Regions from separate parts of the Mus musculus genome. Here region 2 is linked to region 1. The links are chromatin contacts, called in public promoter capture Hi-C maps. All regions are on one chromosome and are shown on one strand. Each heading gives the region's core, a stretch centred on a gene start, on an enhancer-like site or on the middle of the called end of the contact. The rest is flanking DNA. Distances are from core to core; before and after follow the strand shown. Region 1 holds the start of Slc5a8 (solute carrier family 5 (iodide transporter), member 8). Region 2 overlaps Ano4 (anoctamin 4).

Evidence for each region. Promoter capture Hi-C pulls out the DNA fragments that hold promoters and counts their contacts.
Region 2: a contact with region 1 is called in a promoter capture Hi-C map of trophoblast stem cells, with 2.6 times the contacts expected there. The contact joins the enhancer-like site here to the promoter of Slc5a8 in region 1. A contact is called at or near these places in 1 of 39 promoter capture datasets (trophoblast stem cells), 6 of 484 Hi-C or Micro-C datasets (embryonic stem cells, epidermal suprabasal cells and nephron progenitors), 1 of 115 datasets of contacts at active chromatin or transcription factors (embryonic stem cells) and 1 of 9 other capture datasets (embryonic stem cells).

The regions. Positions count from the first base shown.
Region 1 is chr10:88,880,439-88,887,750 of GRCm38.p6, reverse strand. Slc5a8 (solute carrier family 5 (iodide transporter), member 8) reads right to left here and starts at 1,759. Exons shown (of 15, transcript NM_145423.2): 1 at 1,094-1,759. The coding sequence starts at 1,444.
Region 2 is chr10:88,965,400-88,972,804 of GRCm38.p6, reverse strand. It overlaps Ano4 (anoctamin 4), which reads left to right. Exons shown (of 28, transcript NM_001277188.1): 23 at 1-66; 24 at 1,390-1,537. Among named protein-coding and RNA genes, the nearest start is that of Slc5a8, 83 kb to the right of the region's middle. Within about 2 kb of position 1,659, at least 35 of the 459 cell types and tissues checked have an H3K27ac peak or open chromatin away from gene starts, as enhancers often do. A contact at or near this core is called in trophoblast stem cells, where this site is marked.

The DNA of each region.
Region 1 (7,312 bases), core at 510-3,009:
CAGCACAGACTGAACCAGCCTCATTGTGAAACCACCTTCCAGCAACCCTGAGCTTCAGGGAAATGGACCTGAAGGGCCAAGAAGCTGAGGTGCCTAGCTCCCTGGTTGGTAACCTAGGTGCTATGGGAACTTGTGTGTGAAACTAGCAGGTCAAAGGCTGAGTGAAGGGCATACCTGGAGAGGCTGAGCTTTAAAACAAACAAACAAACAAACAAACAAACAAAAACCAGGGACACAGCGCACACACCTTTGACATCTCTTTAAGTGGAACCAAACCAAACACTCTTCATCCTCAAAAAGCCTTGTCCTGAGAACAACTTTTGAAATGGACATCCAGAGGAACACAGCAACAGATGAAGTGTGGGTACCCTGCGTGAACTTTCCATAGGGAGGCAGCAAGCAGTGCTGTTTAAGAACATTGCTGCTTCTTTTTTTTTTTTTTTTTTTTTGCCATCTTAGGATAACTTCGGCCACAGTAGTTACAGTCAGCTCTTAACCAACATATACTCTGTGCTAGGCTCTAGTCTAAAAGGAACACCCGCATCAGCGCATTTAATTCTCTCCACAATGAAGTTGCCAGATGAAGATATCAGTACAAAAGGTTAAGTAAATGCCCAAGGTCATTCACAAGTGGTGGAATTTGGTTTCAAGGCAAGCTCTGGAACAAGAGCTACATCCTAACCACTAAGGTGGACACACACACACACACACACACACACACACACACACACACGTTTTAAAGCTTTATAAAGTCTGGAAAGACTCTAGCGAACACTTGTCCATTTTACCTGGTTTGCTTTGGATCTGAGAAAAAACAAAACAAAACAAAAAAAAAAAAAAAAAACACCAAAAACACCAAAAACACCAAAAAAAACAAAACAAAACAAAACAAAAAAACCCACACCAAGAAATCCCAAGGATCTATTCCTCTTAGAAGCCGCATGTCTCTATGGGGCACACAGGGTGGGGGTAATCCGATATGCACCCACAAGGAGAGATTTCCATATGGCAGAAACAGCTTGCACCCAGAAATTCTCTTCTGGAGCCTGAAAATGCAAGCAAGCCTCCCCGAGCCTGGAGCCCCACCTCTCACCTCGTAGGTGCTGGTGATCCCCAGCCTATAGAACACTGGAAGGAAGACCTCCGCGCTGATAACCACTACAAAAAAGTAGGTGATGACAAAGATGCTGAATATCGCCCCAAAACGGTAGACCTCGGCAGGAGTGCCCAGGACAGTGACAGCGGACATGAAGCTGGCGGTGAGGGACAGAGCCACAGGCACGGCGGACATACTGCGACCGCCCATAAGAAAGTCCTTGGAGGTCTGCTGGCCGCCCCCCGCGAAGGCGTAATAGATGCCTATAGCCGCCGAGATGAGCAGCATGCCTGCGAACACCACGTAGTCCCACACCACAAAACTGCCGATGTCCCGCGACGCGTCCATGGTCCCCCTCGGTGACCTGCGCCCAGAGTGCACGGTGGTGGCAGGAGCAGCACAGGTGGTTTTAGCCTCGGGCCGACGCTCGATTTTTTTCTCCCTGTGGAGGCAGACGTGGCGTCCCGCGGAGATCAGGTACGTCCTGCAGGTGTGGATCCTCCAGAAAGTAGGAGCCTAAATACCTGTTGCCAATCACCGGATCAGGGAAACCCCTGTCACCAGCTGCGCCCCTGACACCCTGGGACCCGGAGAAGTCGCGCCGGCAGCGCTGAGCGCTCACCAGGTGTGGCCCCGGGTGGCCCAACTGCGACTGCCTAGGCACCAGCGACTCTGGGGCGGGGGAGCACTGGAACCTCCCGCCGCGTCCAGCGAATCCACAGGGCGCGCTCTGCGCAAGTTTTATTAAGTGACAGCGGCTGGGACGCACCATTTAAACATGCAGGTGATGGGTGTGTGTTTGGGGCGGTGGGGGCGGATCGAAGGGCAGTTGGCACGCTTTCCAGTTCACAGTCCAGGTCCTCGCTGGAAGGTACGCTTTGAGTTTGAAGCTCATCATCACTTGACAGACAGATTAATGGATGGTGGGAGTGACAACTGCGGTAACTGAGATCGTAGTGGTTAGACCGGCGAGCTACTATAAAGGAGACAAAGAAGGCTGTGCTGTGGGTTGCTTGCGTTTTCACTCAACAAACATTTCTGATCCCTTATAGTCTTTCTAATCCCTTTCTATAGCCTGCAGTAGCAATGACAGCCGCTATTCTCTAATGAGATTAGGTTTCAAAAACAAAAACAGATGTAACTAATGCCTTTTACACTAGCGAGTATGCAATTCCTAAGTTAGGAGTTGTCTCCATTTTTCTAAGAAGGAAAAATGTTTCACGGATGTGAAGTCGATAGCCATGGAGACACTTGGGAGGTGCAAACAGGAAGGTCATCCTTAGCTGTGCTGCAAGTTCAAGTTCAGGGCCAGCAAGAACTGAGAGAGGCTTCACTGATAGAGGCAGGGAAGGAAGTGGAGTGAGAAAGAGAAAGAGAGGAAGAGAGGATAGGAGAAAAGATAACTCACTTACCCAAGGAAATGGTGGCATCAAAGGCTTTTAACCCAGATCCTGTGTTGCCGGTAGACACTAATGTTACGCTTAAACAAACTCACTTAAACACAAACGTTCTGTGACGCTTTTCTAAAGATTCCTATTTATTTTTATTTTATGTGTATGGGTGCTTTGCCTCCGTGTATGTCTTCGCACCTTGTGCATGCTGTGCCAGTGGAGGCCAGAAGGGGGCATCAGATTGCCTGGAATTACAGACAGTTTTGAGCCATCATGGATGCTGGGAATTCATTCCAGGTCCTCTGGAAACACAGCCAGTACTCTTAACCAATGAGCCACCTCTCTAGACCCTGAGATTATGTCTTCTGCTCAGAACATGTTTTAAGTATCTTATTTGAAATATTACTATCAGTACATGTGACACACAGTACCATGATTCTCTCTCTCAGTTTCCTTCTGAAGTATCCCCTCCAGCCAAGTGTATCCAGCCTGCTATAAATTTTAAACTGTCCTAGTCCAATTTCATACACCTTTGTGACTTACCTGCAGGAATCAGATGCCTTCAGCCCAGCCCATCGTGAAGAAAGCTCTATTAGACTTTTTTTTTAATCAGTTGGTGTCACGTATATATGTACATACATATAATATATATATAATGTGTATATATGTATGTACATATGCACATATATAATTACATTATATACACATATAATATTACATACATGCATATATGTGTGTATGTATATATACATATGTGTGTATATATATGTATACATATATATGCATATATATATATATATATATATATATATATATATATATATATATATAATTTGCAGAGGGAAACACAAACTATATCCAAGCAACCTGGTCATTTAAACAAGATGTGGAGTGGAATTGTGTCTCATATGTATAAAACGTACATCTACATATCATGTGTGTATGTCAAACTGTAAATACAACACAGAGAGAAACTTAATCCTTCTAGGAAATGAGTCTGTTTCTGAACATGCTCATAAAGCCAACAACACTAAATATAAGAAAAGATATTTAAGTAAAACTCTTCTTTTTGACACCTAGATTTAAATACAGAACTTCAGGGTACCAGTGAGCAAACCAGCCCCATAGTCACTTAGAGGGAGACTCAGAAATGTTGCACCTGTAGAGAGAATCTCTTCTGTACTGTATGAAAGCATCACTTGCCAATCAAAAGCTGATGGCCTATTGGCTGAAGCAGGAAATAGGAAGTAGGAGTTCCAGTAGGGAGAAAGGACTCTGAAATAGAGTCAGGCAAGGGAACAGATTCACTCTGAACTCTGGCATGAAACTGAGGAGAGGTAACCAGCCAAGTGCACTCATAGAATAGAACAAACAGGTTAATTAAGTTACAAGCTAGTCAGGGATCAAGCCGAAGCTGTGGCCCAGACATTTATTCATAAATAGTAAGTCCCAGAGTCATAATTCCAGGAACTGAGGTGCAGGTGGAGAAAGCCCGAGGTTACAGCATCCTGACTACTGCTCTCTAGCCATGCCTTGGGAAGGACCCTGCTTCTTTGTCTTAGTTTTCTTTATTCAAAATAATTAGCAATATTTTTATCTTTACATCTACTTACTGTCTCTCTCTCTCTCTCTCTCTCTCTGTGTGTGTGTATGTGTGTGTGTGTGTGTGTGTGTGTGTGTCCATGCCACAGTATACATGTGGAAGTCAGAGGATAACCTGCTTAGGTCTCACTCCCACTATGCGGGTTCCAGGAACTGAATTCAGGTCATTATCAGGCTTGGTAGCAAGAGCCTTTACTAGCTGACCTATCTTCTTGGCCTCTAAGAAATATTCATTCTTATTTCACAATTGTGGAGGGTTCGATGAGATGATGCATGGGCACAGCTCCTGACACTGTTGAGTTCTAACAACTGGGTTAAGTCTTAACTTGCTTTCTAGGTTAGTAACAATGGTCGGGTAAAGTTATACTATAGACGTTCTACCGTTGGATAGGCATGGCCCCCAGTTGAGGGATGGGGCCACCCACCCACCTCAAAAATATTAATCCAGAATTCCTCCTGCCAAAAGGAAATGCAGGGACAAAGAGTGGAGCAGAAATTGAAGGAAAGGCCATCCAGAGCCTGCCCCAACTAGGGATCCATCCCATCTACAGACACCAAATTCAGACACCATGGCTGATGCCAAGAAGCACTGGCTGCCAGGAGCCTGGTATAGCTGCAGCCTGAAAGGTTCTGCTAGACCCTGACCAATATAGATGTGGTTGTACACATTGGACTGAGCAGGGACCCCAATGGGGAAGTTAGGGCCAGGACTGTAGGAACTGAAGAGGTTTACAACTTCATAGGAAGAACAACAATATCAACCAACAGACCCCACAAAGCTCTGAGGGACTAAAGCACCAACCAAAGAGTACTCAGGGGGTACCCATGGCTCCAGTTGGATATGTAGCAGAGGATGGCCTTATCTGGCATCAATGAGAGGAGAGTCCCTTGGTCCTGGGGAGGCTTGATGACCCAGGATAGGCTGCTGAGGCAGGAGTGGGTGGGTGAGAGGGGGAGCACCCTCATAGAGGCAAGAGGAAAGGAGGACAGGATAGTGGGCTTGTGGAGGGGAAACTGGGAAGGGGGATAGCATTGAAATGTAGATAAATAAAATAACCAATAAAAAATAAAAAACAATAAAAAACAAAGAAGTTCTATTGTTAAATATATCCATTTTCCTCATCATTTCTCCTCGCTTATAACGTTTATGTAATGCTCTGTGCTGTGTATAAGCCACACTCTGTCTTTGCATGACTCTTGAGTGTCCTGATACAAGTGTTCAAACAGTATCTTCAAGAAGAATATGGGAACGATCTGGTTTTGTGCCTTTGTACACATAGGTCACTTGTTAATTTCACAAAACCTTTTCCTTCCAAGCAGTTGGAAGAACCATCTATCTTCTGATACTTCTTAATGCAGAGCGGGAGCCAACCAAATGTTGCTTTCCTCATCAATAGCTGGTCTTCTGGTTAAATGCTCAATGTCTGTATTCCCAAACTGTCAGCAATATCCAGAAAAGCACATTCGCCATTGCCATCAAAGTCACTCCTTCAATATAAATGACTGTGACCTTTTAAGTTGGAATATCAGAGGCTGGAGAGAAAGATCTGCAGTTAAGAGCACTTGCTATTCCTGAAGAGGACCTGAGTTTGGTTCCCAGTGCCCACGTCAGGAAGCTCACAACCCCTTGTAACTCCAGATTCAGAGGATCCAGTGCCCTCCCTGGCCTCCAAGGGTCCCAACACACACACACACACACACACACACACATGCACACCTTAAAATTAAATATAAGAATAAAAATTGGAACTAGAAACTTTACTTATTCTTGCTGTTCCAGCTGTTCAAACTCTTTTCAGAAATCTGTAGCATTCAGTCACCCTGACCAGTGACTTATACTTTTCCGCCTTTAACCTGTGGGTCCTGAGTTTGTCTTTTAAGGCACTAACGTTGATGTCTAACATGGTGTCCTCTACTTTACTGCCCATGTTGTGGATTCTACCTCTGCTTCTACATTTTAATATGAGTAAAAATTTATCAAAACCATTCTAAAGTTGTTTTAGATTTATTTTTCTATAAACTAATTTTAAAAACTTTCTTTTCAATTTAATCCCAGGAGTGATAACTTGATCACGATTCATTATTCTCAAATTGCTGAAGGTATTCTCATTCCTTTAGACCTTTGGTCCACCCCCCGACCCCCATCATAGGACAGTGTTTTAGTTTGGGTTACTATTGTTGGGATGAAAAAACATAACCAAAGCAACTTGGGGAAGAAAGGTTTTATTGAGTTTACACTTCCACATTGCTGTTCCTCATTAAAGGAAGTCGGGACAGTGACTCAAGTAGGGGAAAAACCTGGAGGCAGGAGCTGAATCAGAGGCCATGGAGGGCTGCTGCTTCCTGGATTGCTTCTAATGGCTTGCTCAGCCTGCTTTCTTATGGACTGCAAATCCAGAGGTGGCACCACCCACAATGGGCTGGGCCCTCCACCATCAATCACTAATTAGGGAAATTCTCTACAGGGTTGCATACAGTCTGATCTTATAGAGGCATTTAAAAACAACAACAACAACTGAGGCTCCCTCCTCTCAAATGACTTTAGCTTGTGTCAAGTTGACATCAAACCACCCAGTACAAACGTATTATTTTTTTTTTCTGATAACCACCTCATACAAGAGGAAATTTTTATATTTCTGGTCTGCCAAAAGATTGGTGATGTTTCCCGTCTTACTGGCCTCTTCTCGGAGTTTGTAACTCTACTGCTGGGTGTTGTGGCTGAGCTGAGTCTCGACCTCAACACTGTGATGGTCAGATTTTCATTGAGTTTTTAGTCTCCTGGTCAGAAGCAGGGCTTTTCCCTGGTCTCCATACCTTGCTCTCGCACCATCCCCTTTAAATACAACCAGAGATGCTATGGATGCCTGCATCCACTGGGGTCCTTCCATCTCCACCGCAACTATTGTGCTTTACTTGAAAGAAAGAATGGAGTCTTTCAAGCTTCACTGGCCACTCACCTTTCCTCATCAGTATCCTGCCAGAGGATTAAGATAATATGGCCGCTGCAGGTGTTAGGGTTTCTATTGCTGTGATAAAATCTCATGACCAAAAGCAATTTGGGAATCTCTTGCTTTCTTGCTTTTGTTCTATCCCCCCCACCCCCAATCTCTCTCCTGGCCGGACTCTACTCCTCTCCTCTCCTCCCTTCCCCTCCCCTCCTCCCCTCCCTTCTTCTTCTTCTTCTTCTTTTCTTCTTCTTCTTCTTCTTCTTCTTCCTTCTTCC
Region 2 (7,405 bases), core at 410-2,909, 85 kb before region 1:
GACTTGATGCTTATAAGTTTGTTACTCAGTGGAGAAGGCCTTTGGCTTCGAGAGCCAAAGACATAGGTAGGCTCTTTTGAAAATATCAAACAACTTGTAGAAAAATGTTAAAGCTTGCCTGATCCAGTGGTACACACCTTTGATCCCAGCACTGGAGAGACACTCGCAGGTGTGTCTCTGTGAGTTCAAAGCCTGCATGGTATACATATTGAGTTCCGGGCCCACCAGGGCTACATAGTAAGACCCTGTCTCAATACATACATACATACATACATACATACATACATACATACATGTATACATACTAAAAAAAATTAAAAGCCACACACTTTAGAAATCCTCAAGGTTTCATGAGAGCTGATTCGGCTAATTTCTGAAGAAAAAAACAACTATACTGGTTTTAAATAATATTGTGCAAGAAATAAAGCCACCTATTCAGACTGATTGCTTTAGATTTCCAGTGCTTCATGAATTTGTGCTTAAATAGATTCTTAGCTTGGTCATTTCTGCTATAAGACTTCAGAATCTAAAGTATTGGTTCATAACTTTTAAAAACAGATCTATTTGCTTCCATCCCACCATACCCCCATTTTTCTCAGTGTTTTCCTTACATGAAGCAAAACCTAGCTTCTCTAATGGCAGAGATGGGCTTTGAGCTTTGGCTAAAACTACTGAGTCAATTAATGGTGGCTTTCCATCATCTCCATTCCTCCTCTGTTTATTCATTAATTCTACCATGAAGAAGTGCTATCCTTTATCCTGGGGTGTTTTCAGTTTGTATTTCTTAGTGTTTATGTTGATATGATTTGATGATCTTTGGGTTATGATGCAGCACTGCTCTGCACGAGATGTAGCACTCTCGAGAGCCGCTGGAATAGAGACTGTCTGATACATGCCTGCATCCAGTCCTGAGAACAAGGCAGCGAGGCACTAGCCAGTGAGCGTAGCTAAGACCTGGATGCAAACGTTTTGCTCAGAGTAGCCTCTTACTGTCCAAAGGAAGCAAGTGTTTACTCACTGGGCATCGGCTTGTGCCAGCACATCAGAGACAGTCTGCAAAGGTGAGCAGAGGAGACCTAGCCATTACCACTGAGGAGTGTCCAGTCTGCTAGGCCTTGACACTGTGTACCGATCTTATCAGATGGCACATGAATGACTGGGCAGCTAGACTTCTTTGACTGATGCTGACCCCAAGCCATGAGTACATTGGTATATGCACACACCTACAGAAATTCCTTCCATTCCAAACAGTTTGGAAACACAGAGAATAATGCCTTGTTGCCAGAGGCATTTGGAAAGATGAAAAAGGACTTTCACAGGTGGATTCATCTTGCTGTTTTCATTCTCACTACGCCTGGAGGAACTAACACCACCCTTCTCTTTGAACAGGAATTTGGTATGGAATTCTCGAAGGCATTGGGATTCTGTCTGTTATTACAAATGCATTTGTCATAGCAATAACATCCGACTTCATCCCTCGCTTAGTATATGCTTATAAATATGGACCTTGTGCAGGCCAAGGAGAAGCTGGGCAAAAGTAAGTGCCAGAAAATGATTATGAAACTTCCATTTCTTAGCCATTGCATGGTGCTGGACACAGAGAGGCTTTTATACCGGGGCATGTGACACACAAGCCCAGACAAGGCCTGTGGTAGGGGAAATGAAATTATGTCATTATGTTTTTAGCCAAAGAAAACACATCCTATTTAGCAAAGGGTTGGAGCCCAAACAAGTCAGACAAGTTTCAGATGCTTCTAATGTGAGAACAGCGGTTCTATTTTCCCTGTCTGACTCCTGCCAACTCCAAATTCACAAATGTGTGAGCTCCTAATGTGTGTAACAACAAAAACAGCATGCAACCTAGTATAACATATAGTTATGGAAAGGTTATGAATTTTTAAAAAGGGAATTACTATCTGAGATTCACACTGTCATGGTCTGGAGGCTGCAAATTTGACATGAGGACTGTGGACCCCTGTACCTAAGACCCAGAAGGGACTCAATAAATATTGGTGGCATGAGGACTGTGGACCCCTGTGCCTAAGACCCAGAAGGGACTCAATAAATATTGGTGTAGCATGAAGATTATGTTTTCCCTACCTATGATCAGTCAAATTAAGACTTAATCCTGTGTTCTGAGGTTTAGAGTAGAATGCACATGGTCAGATAAAACCTAATTGTTACTATCACATGCCAATTACCTTTTATTTCTGTGCTTTGCCAAAAATCTTAGCATACATTACTATGCATCCCTAAAGTCACAATAATAATCCAACTCTAATCGTGGTGTTTAGATGTCTGCCGATGGTCTTTGATGCCTAGAAAATTATCTTCTATGGCTGGCACCTAATAAAAGCAGCCCTGCCCCCTGGTTTACGGTCTTAGCCAAATTAATTTGCTGCCTACGCCACTGTAGGCAAATGGAGTAACTTGCCTGAGTTAAGCAAACCTGGAGGAATCCAGTTTCACCATTATCCCCCACACACTAAGGCATGGATGATGGAGGGCTGTGACAGAGCTCACAATCTACCCATCTGAAGAAGCTCCTATGAAGTCTTCTTCTACAGTAATCACCGGGCCATTAAACACTAATTGTCTGGCAACTTTAAATGAGCCTATCAATGCTTTAGAACCAAGACTTAAAGACTTGGATTATGCTGCCCAGGCATTACTTCCTAATGACAATCCCCGTTAACAGTCTCTACTTGATTTAGCCTGAAAAAGCTTCCCTTCACTGAAGCCACTTTCAGATATATTCTGCATTTGATTCTCAAAAATGATTCGGAGAAGGATATACGTTACTATCCTCACTCTGAAAGGCAGAGGATTGTTAAAGGGACGAACTCCACCGTAACCACTGGAACCTACACAGAGGTAGAACCACACCCACACAGACCTCTCTATTCTTAGCTTCAGGGCCCCACGTGACTCTATGGCTCATCTCACTGTAAACCTCCTGAGTTTAATCTGTAATAAAGTATTCTGGTCCTTCCCCATCCTTCTGCTTATGATGAAACTTGCGATTGGTTATGGGAGAATCAAAATGAACAGAGAACAAATCTGTAGAGTTGATAGTGAATCAAAGCTTTAGAATTCTAGCAGCCTACCAGTCTTAAAGCAGTGTTCATGGTGATTAGAATTTATCTACTATGCCTTGGTTTTCTTTTATTGGACTCTCTGTCCATCTCTGGGCATTTTCTTTGTGAATTTCCTCTTTATGAGCTATCTGCAACATTCCAGATTATACCTCTTGTCTCTAATCCATTGGTCATTCTTCTTGTTTTCATGTGTGTCTATGTGTCTCTATTGGTGTGGTGTGTGTGTGTGTGTGTGTGTGTGTGTGTGTGTGTGTGTGTGTGTGAAGGTGTGTGGTATGTGTGTAGCTGTGCGGAGTTGTGTGTGTGTGTATGGCTGTGTGTGTATGGTTGTGTGTGTGCATGGTTGTGTGTAGTGTGTGCCTGTATGGATGTGTGGTGTGTGGATATGTGTGTAGTGTGGGCATGTGTATGTGTGTGAGGGTGCATGTATGTATGGGTGTTTGTCTGGAGTATGATGTGTGTATGTGTGTGATGTGTGGGACTGTACATGTGTGTGTGCATGTATGGGTGTGGTGTGTGTGTGAGGTATGGTGTGTAGATGTGTGATATGCAGTGTGTGCATATTTGTGTGTGTTATCCTTTGTGAGTCTTATCTCTGTCATAGCAGGCACCCTATTACTTTACAGTGATTTTTTTTCTCCTTCATTTTCATCATCTTCTTTTCCTCTTTCTCTTCTTCCTCTGCTGTTTTTCCAACTTAGAACTGCTCTAGAAATAAAAAGGCTTGCAGAGTAGAAGCACCATAAAATCTTAGACAGTTGTAAGCTTTTGCAATGCACTGGGCAGCGAGAGTCAAATCCCACTTGTGATATAAGCCAGCTGTAGAAATGACATGTTTCCATTTAAATTGAACCTAAGTCAAATGTGCTCTATCCAAGTCTGTCACTGTGCCTTCTCATAGCTCTGTGTTACAACACTCAGCGCCTCCTCCTCTCTGTTGGATGAGCTTACCTTGGCTCCTCTCCGGAGGGCGCCTACACTTATGTACATAGTGTCCTTTGGGTCCCATGATCCTTGTCCCTGAGACGACACATTTAGGTCTGCCTAATGCTATTCCTGGCCCTCCTATTGGTGTTGTTCCCAAGCAGATTGTAGACTGCTTAAAAGGAAGGGTCACATCTTTCCTGTCCACTTCATGACCATTAAAAGTAGAGCCACTCTCCTATTCTGGATGCTCAGCAGTCAGGTGTTCAAGGCTGCTGGTAGGAAGTCTGTTGTAGCTCGGTCTGCAAAGAAAAGAAATGGCTTAAGGCAACACTTTCTATACATTGCACGCACAAAAAATTCTTCTGAGGGTTTCATCTCTCCCCTTTGTGGGTTCTTTTTCTGTGGTGAGGCCACCTCCTTTGGGGGATATCCTTACATCGGGTCCTTAGTCTTAATAGCGTTCTCACGCGACCGGCCAGGAAAGACGCAACAAACCAAAATCTTCTGCGGCAAAACTTTATTGCTTACATCTTCAGGAGCAGGAGTGCAAAAACCCCAAACCCCAAAAACGAAAGCCCCCTTCTTACATCTTTAGGAGCCAGAGCTCCGGCGCGCCGGGGCGCAGAGCGCGCTCTATTGTTTACATCTTTAGGCAGCGAGCGAGCGCAGGGCGCGCAGAGCCAGAGAGATGCCAGCGAGAGAGAGAGAGAGAGAGAATGGCGGAAAACCCCGTCCCCTTTAAGGAGGAGTTATTCTTCGCTTAGGACGCATCACTCCCTGATTGGTTGTAGCCCATGGCCGAGCTGACGTTCACGGGAAAGGCAGAGTACAAGTAGTCGTAAAATACCCTTGGCACATGCGCAGATTATTTGTTTACCACTTAGAACACAGGATGTCAGCGCCATCTTGTGACGGCGAATGTGGGGGCGGCTCCCAACATCTCCCCCTTTCCTTTTAATAAGAGCAAATAGGCCACCCAACTAATGAGAGTGGAGATAGAGGTCAAATCCCCAGTGTGTAGGTAAAGGAGCCATGTACAGGATTAGCTCTTAGGCTCACAGGCTTTTACCCAGAGCAACCCTGACCTGCTCCCGTGTCGTTTTTCCTGGGGGAAGGGAACTAGGACACTGAACCTTCATGAAAGATGACGTGTCTCCCTAGAATAGGCTCATATATGCCGCAGAGCCTTTCTACTGCAGTGCTTAGCCGTGCAACTCTCTCGGGCTGCTGAAGCACACTCACTCTATCCCGTGCAATGAGTCTAGCCTCGTGAGATGTAAGAGCTGAGTGGCCAGCGACCTATTGCCTAAGCATAGATATATCAGGGGAAGCTCCATGTTCTAGTCCTGCAAGCGCCTGGGCAATAACCACCTTGTCTCTCCTAGTTTGGGCCTTAAGCTTACAGACCAATCAAAGAAGCAACACTAATCCACAGCAAAGTGTATCTCCAAATAATATCAATCCCACCCATTCTTTAAAGAAAGAAAATGCTGAGGAGATCCAATTGGGTAATCCTTTGGTCAGGGACAGGTCCAAGCGCGTGGAGTTGACCTGAAGTCTCAATTCCCGAAGGATCTGTTCAAATTCAGCCGTCCAATTCTGTAACATATACTGAAAAAGACTTTTTGACAAATTAGCTGTCCTAGTAAATTTCTCATACTGAATGGAAGTAACACACAATCTCGGAAACTTTTGTTTACACCCCAGCTGAGTTATTTGTCATAATACATCTAGTTGTATCTGGACAAGATCTATGAGTTGATTAACCAGCATGAGACCTCTCTGTATCTTGACATTAGCTGAGGCCTGTTTATCTATGACTGTAGTCACTGAGGCTGACAAAGTGTTAATGGTGTCAGTCGTCTGGACCTGTCCAGACAGAGCCAAGGCTGTCTGAATCAAGGCCAAACCCAGTTCCCAGTTAGTGGTAAAAAAGCAGGAGAATACTTGAGCATTATACATCACCGTCATTGGGAGTGGAAATGTCGACATTATCCCCCAACGCTGCTCTCTTTTTATTATTGACGCCCTGGACATCACCAAGACGAGGGACATTAGTATTCCCTTGGTCAGTCTGGATTTTTCGGGTGAGTCTTTCTGGTATCCAAAATGGGTTGTCTTCATTCTGTGGGAAAACACAGATAGCTCCCCTGGATCTTATCAAAATAGGATCCGGGCCATACCATTTATTATCAAGGACATTTTTCCATTTAACCATCTCATTGGGCCTATCTGGCTCTGTACAATGACGTTCAGCCGCAGTATGGCCATGAGCATCAATATTTAAAAAATTGAGTGTAAAGAGTGCCATAGACACAGACACTCTTGGTGCTCGGGGTAAAATCTCTTCAATTCCCCTCTTCTGTTTTATAAGATAGGTTTTGAGGGTGCGATGCGCACGCTCAACAATACCCTGTCCTTGAGGGTTGTATGGAAGTCCAGTCAGGTGGGTCACGTCCATCTGACGGCAGAACTGTTGGAATTTTTGAGACGTATAAGCTGGTCCATTATCAGTCTTAAGGAGTCTGGGTTTCCCCCAAGCACTCCATGCCTCAAGACAATGTTGAATCACATGTGAGGCTTTTTCTCCGGTTAACGGAGAAGCAAACATGATGCCAGAACATGTGTCAATGGACACATGGAGATATTGAAGTTTTCCAAAGGAAGAAACATGTGTAACATCCATTTGCCAGACCTGTAGAGGTCGAATACCGCGTGGGTTAATTCCCACATGAGGAACTGGCAAGAACTCACAGCAGCTTTGACATTGAGTAACAATGTCACGGGCTTCTTTTCTTGTCAAGGAGAAACGACTGCGTAATGTTTCAGCCGTCACATGAAAATTGTTATGAAAATTTTTTGCAGCCTCTACCGGGGATGATAGGGCAGCAGCCACCACTTTAGTGGCCTTATCTGCCAAATCATTTCCCAGAGCCATGGGGCCAGGTAGGCCTGAATGGGCTCTAACATGAGTAATATAAACAGGAAATCTTCTAGATAACAAAACTAATTGTATTTGCTGAAAAATATTGGCAACTCTACTGGAAGGCTTAATCACTCCAGCCACTTCTAAAAGATTTACTGCATTAACCACATAACAGGAATCTGACACAATATTAAGGGGTTCTAAAAAGGTTTTTAAAACTTCTAAAACCACTAAACATTCTACCACTTGAGGTGAATTTTCATTATATTGTTTGGATACCACTTTACCATTAGCCACATAGGCACCTATGCCAGTTTTTGATCCATCAGTATATACCACAATCCCCTTTTTAAGTGGGTTTCTTACTGTTTCTCAACAGCTTTTGAAAATCATTTAAGGTATGGAGGTGATCTCTTCTTATCTAAACATATAAATATTGATTTCTCTCAAAGGA